2 separate regions of the Mus musculus genome follow, and region 1 is linked to region 2. A link is a contact called in public Hi-C data. All regions are on one chromosome and are shown on one strand. The core of a region is the stretch at or near the end of the contact, and the rest is flanking DNA. Distances in the headings are between cores, read along the strand shown.

Region 1 (2,700 bases), core at 77-2,576, 230 kb after region 2:
TTAGAGGACAGATCTAGCTTAGGGTTCTTGTGAGCTGGTGGCTATTGGGTGCCTTGAGCACCAGTAAAGAATGGGTAAACTCCACCCACTTCCTAAGGTGTTCCACGACTTGGGCCTCATCCTAAAGCAAAGCCTGTTACTATAAAGAACAGGCTGGATCAAGATATGTGTTCCAAGAGAGTACATCTAAAGGCCTCATCACAGTGGAGAATGGGGATGGAGCCAATTACCCAAGCTTTACCTGGGACACATAGGAGCCTTGAACCCATGAAGGACTCTACTTCCCTCTTATGTCTTTTTGGTCATGAAACCAACACTGCCAAAGGTAAGGTATTTTCCACTGAGACCACAGGTTCATGTGTAATCACTTAGCAACCATGAGCTTTCAGTGAAACAATGGAAGCCAAAATGAACAGCATCTCCATGGAACACCTGACTTTACATGGTGGTCCAGAGGCAAGACTGCTGATGCAATGTGTTTCATCAGAATAACACACTGCAACCAAGACAACATTATTACTGAGTTCCACTGCCCAAAGTTGATGCTTTGGCCTTGTGCCTTTTCAACAAAAAGTTGCAGGTTCTTAGGATGTGGACCATTAGGTAAAATGCTTGTTATCCAAGTAGGAGGACCAGGGTGGCTCAGCCTAGCACTGGGAGAATGGGAATGCAGACAAGATGATCCTGAGCAAGCTTACCTGTCAATGCAACAAGCCCTAGGTTCAGTGAGAGACCCTCTCTCAAAGATAGTAAAGTGGAGAGTGACTGAATGAAACACCTGGCATTTACCCCTGGGCTCTACATGCAAATGTACATCACACACACACACACACACACACACACACACACACACTTATGCTAACTTCTGGTGTTCATACTCCTTCACACAGAGGTACATGAATAACTCACAAACATACATGAACAGATACTTATCAATTAAACCCCTCCTTCACACTGACAATACTCCAATGACATGTAAGGTAGGTTCAAATTGTCTTCAAAGCAGTGATCTGAACCAATCATTTAAAAATGGCAGAGAGGATTTGGTCAGCTACCACAACAAAATGCATATTTGAAAGTGAATTGAGAATCAGTACTTACACCAATCCAATCTGGAAACAAACCTAAGCTTTTCCTCGTGGTAACAAATTAAAACCACAGACAACTTTTTGAGAGAGAGAAAGAAAGACAGAGAGACAGAGAGAGAGAGAGAGAGAGAGAGGCAGAGACAGAGAGAGAAGCTTTAAAATGTTCTTTTAACACACAGGAATGAACCCCTGAAATTTCATAACCTCAGTCTGTAGGAAGTCATTATCTGAAGCAGTAAGCAGCAACGTGGTGCTATTTTAATTATGCATTGCAGAGAAGCTGCGATTGTGTCCTCGCCAGTATTTTATTAGAATGTCATTCAATTGAATTGCATCCTGCAGAAGAGATTAGCATGGATTTTCACATGGATGTGTGAAAGTATCGCTGTGCCCAGGCCAACTTTTAACAGTTGTGTGCTAATGAGAGCGAAATGGAAAGAGAAGCTTGAGAATCTCAGTCCAGGAATCCAGCAGCTGCTTCCTCTGGCTTCTTGCTACAGTTGCAGAAGGTGTTAACTGCAGTCTGCAGGAAGAGGTACTGCCTTCACATCAGGCAAGGGGCAAAGGGAATCCAGGCATATCAGACAGGGAGAGAGGTGTAGGAGCCCACCATGTGCGGGGTTGAAGGGGAAGCAGATGTGTCAGCAATTCAAGGCCATCTAGGTTACATAAGCCCAGACTATAGGATGGAATAAGACTGTCTTGCTATTGGAATAAGGCTGCTATGAACTTAGTGGAGCATGTGATCTTATGGTATGGTGGACCAACTTTTAGGTATAAGCCCAGGAGTAGTATAGCTGGTTCTTCAGGTAGAACTAATTGATAAACCACTAGATTGATTTTAAGAGTAGTTGCAATGGAGGAGCGACCTTCTTTCTCTACATCCTGGCCAGAATGTGCTGTCATTTGAGTTTTTGATCTTAACTCTTCTGATTGGTGTTAGGTGAAATCTCAGTTGTTTTGATTTGTATTTCTCTGATGACTAAGGACTTTGAACATTTCTTTAAGGCTTCTCAGCCATTGGAGGTTCTTCTGATGAGAATTATCTTTTTAGCTCTGTACTCCATTTTTAAATTGAGTTATTTGTTTTTTTGGTTTTTTGTTTTGTTTTGTTTTGTTTTGTAGTCTAACTTCTTAAGTTCTTCATATATTTTGGAGATTAGCCCTTTTTAATGGATATAGGATTAGTGAAGATCTTTTTCCAGTTTATAGGTTGATGTTTTGCCCTATTGAAAGCGTCTTTTCCTTACAGAAACTATCCAGTTTCTAGAGGTCCCATTTATCAATTGTTGCTCTTAGAGCCTAAGCCATTGGTGTTTTATTCAGGAAATGTTCCCTATGCCAATGCTATCCAGGCTATTTCCCACTTCCTCTCCTATTGAGTTCAGTGTTTCTGGTTTTATTTTGAGGTTCTTGATCCACTTGGACATGAGCTTTGTGCAGGGTGATAAATATAGATCTATTGTCATACTCCTACATACAGACTGCCAGTTAGATCAGCACCATTAGTTGAAGATGTTTTCTTTTTTCCACTGTACAGTTTTGGCTTCTTTGTCAAAGATCAAATGTCAATAGGTATGTCGGTTAATTTCTGGGTCTTCGATTCTATTCC
Region 2 (2,762 bases), core at 59-2,558:
ATTGGGAAAATCCATGGTAACCAGCAAAGCAACACACCGTCTGATTGATCCAATTTTACAAGGAACCTCATGATACTTCATTGTTTTTCACCCTGCTCCTAAACATCTTACATACAGGGCTGGAAAGTGAGCACAGCAGTCCAGATAAGGCCAAATCATGTGTCCTGCAATAAGTGTTCACTGCCTGTTGAATCAAAGCATCAAATTGTTTCTCTAACCTACTAGTGATTTTCAAGAATTTCAACTACATTTGTGAGTAGCATAAGCAATATTTAAAAATCACTTTTCAACTGAGAGGTTTAAGCATTTAGTACACATTGCTTAATCAAGCAACTATGCTCAGTTATCCTTTGTGTTGACAAGAAACACTAATGGCATATTGGCATTTGAATACTCAGTTAACCTTGCCAACAAATAAATGTAACTTTCTATTCTGTTTTAATTTGTAATTATCAGTGGGGCTTGAAGATGCATTATGTTGATTTGAAGTGTCATTTTGTTGCTTGTAATTTTGTGTTTGACTTTTACATAGTGGAATGCTTCACTCATCAGGGCAAATGTTTGCCAGATTAGAGTTTTAGAGGAGAAATGAGCCCTTGTTAGCCCAGTAGATACAGTGTGTATTAGGGAAGCAGGAAGCTAAGGAAGAGTATGAGCCATGCTTGCTTGATTCTGTAGAGAAGCCACAGTGATTTTATACAAACTCATGATGCACAGGAAAGCAGGAAAGCTCATGGTCACAGAAATGATGTAGCAAAAAGCAGCACTTCCTTCATTACTGCTGGAGTTCATTAATTCCAAACACCACTCTGTGCTACCTGAGAATAGAAGCCAACCTGCCCGAGTCCCCACCTTCTGAGGTCAGTTCAAGACGTTTCCAAATCCCAATCTTTGTGTTTGTTTGTTTTCTTTTGTTTTGTTTCCTTTTTTAGCATTTTCTACCAAAGCAACTAATGACTTGTATTTTAAAATAATATCCACGTTATTGCTTGTTCTGATTTTCCGTTCTAGATAAAAAAATTTATAACTGTCTGTATTCCAAAGTGGTACTATTAAGCATCTCATAATTAAGTTTAAGAAATGATTTATTGAGCAGAAATGAAATACTTTGGTCAGAAAAGAATTGCAAGCCCATTTTTCTCTTCTACACAACAAATAAAATATACTTAATCACCCAGAAAACGTCAGGGCAATCAACAGTGACCTCAAAACTAAGTTTGTGGAAATGTCTGCTGGGCTTTGACAACAGACTGTGTATTCAGAAGTACCACTAGAGGGCAGGCGAGGAGAAGGAATCTAAGCCTGAGGTTGCTCGGAATGTATGCCTGCTAAGCTACCCCCATCAGGGTCCTCTCCTTTTTCACCATGCAGGTTAGTGCATACCCCTGCAGTGGACTTTCACACATCTGCTCTCTGTCACATGACATATGGCAGTGTCAGCAGGCCTTATTCACTGCTCATAGGACCTGGTCTCCCTTCTGTACAGAAGGAACGTGGGAGAGATGCTCTCAGGATCACAGCTCCCAGGCTCTTTCTTCATAAAAACCAGCGATCAGCTCCTGCTTAGTACTTGAGCAGAGGCTGCTTCTTGAACAGAACCGGGGCCTAGAACACAAGGCCAGTGACACCATCCAAGAATGAGCTTCAGAGCTGGGATGTACATTTGCCTCAATGCCAACTCCAGTGACACCAGAGCACCCGGATGTGGCAAGGGGCACTAATTGTGCCTCCCTCCTCATGGCTGCTGCACTCAGTGGCCACAGGCCAAAGAACTTAATGAGCCACAGATTCCTAGAGATCATTTGAAACACCTTGTAACTGCAATTCTATAATGAATCCAAATGTGTGTGGGGCACACATGTGTGAAATCAATAAATAACATCATGCTGCACTGTGTTGTTGTACTGTCCCACTTGGACACATAGTTCTTGAATCTCTGAATTCAAATACTTTTTTGCCCAGTGCTTAGTTGTGTGAGTTAAAGTAAGTGATTTCAAGTCCTCTATGCTTCAGATTTTATATCTTATAAAATGAGGCTAATACGTTCAGCATGCTATGAGTAGGACCTTTAAAAGACTTTTAAAATTTGATTTGAAATGTGTGTGTGTGTGTAGTGTAGTGTAGTATAATGAAGTGTAGTGTAGGCATATGTGTACATGGTAGCAGGTGCCTAGGGAGTCCAAAAGATGGCATCAGATCCTTTGGAGCTGGAGTTGCAGGTATTGCAGCTGTTGTGGATGCTGGAAATTGACCCTGGTCTTCTGCAAAAACAGCAAGGGCTCTTAACCACTGAGCCACCTAACAACCCCAGAACAGGGTCTTTCAAAACATTCATGGACACTGGGCACAAAAATAGTCTTACAAAAGAGAAGATGAGTAGTCATCTAAAAGTCTCTGAGTACTTTATTATGCTGCCAATTTATAATTTCAAGTTCAGCTCTTCAGTTTTCTCCTCACTCTGGAAAACCAATATATTCCTTCAAAGTCTCAACCATTTCTGTACTTTGCTGCCAAGTCACTGATCCTAGATACCCCTGCCTATTGCTTATGAGCCATGTCTGACTGTGAAGCTTATATCCTCACTAGGTGCTTCTAATTATGCTGACTCTCAAAAGCTTTCAACATCAGCAGGGTGACTCATGAATCTGAACCCACAGTTTCTGAGACTCTCTGTAAACAGGACTCTCTGTAGCCAGTACATGGCTAGCCAGCTAATGGCATTCAACTGTAGTGTCTTATTTATTTAGGAATCCACTGATACC

The links. Hi-C and Micro-C count contacts between places; a contact is called where the count stands out from the background.
Region 1: a contact with region 2 is called in a Hi-C map of cortical neurons, with 2.4 times the contacts expected there. The contact joins two enhancer-like sites. A contact is called at or near these places in 1 of 15 datasets of contacts at CTCF or cohesin (pro-B cells), 9 of 484 Hi-C or Micro-C datasets (the AML12 cell line, CD8 T cells, Th2 cells and 5 more) and 3 of 115 datasets of contacts at active chromatin or transcription factors (SST interneurons, VIP interneurons and large pre-B cells).

Annotation. Positions count from the first base shown.
Region 1 is chr14:17,627,970-17,630,669 of GRCm38.p6, forward strand. All of the region lies in intron 1 of Gm32269 (a long non-coding RNA gene), which reads right to left. Among named protein-coding and RNA genes, the nearest start is that of Gm32269, 3.3 kb to the right of the region's middle. Within about 2 kb of position 1,327, at least 5 of the 459 cell types and tissues checked have an H3K27ac peak or open chromatin away from gene starts, as enhancers often do. A contact at or near this core is called in cortical neurons, where this site is marked.
Region 2 is chr14:17,401,608-17,404,369 of GRCm38.p6, forward strand. All of the region lies in intron 1 of Gm32121 (a long non-coding RNA gene), which reads right to left. Among named protein-coding and RNA genes, the nearest start is that of Gm32121, 4.8 kb to the right of the region's middle. Within about 2 kb of position 1,309, at least 15 of the 459 cell types and tissues checked have an H3K27ac peak or open chromatin away from gene starts, as enhancers often do. A contact at or near this core is called in cortical neurons, where this site is marked.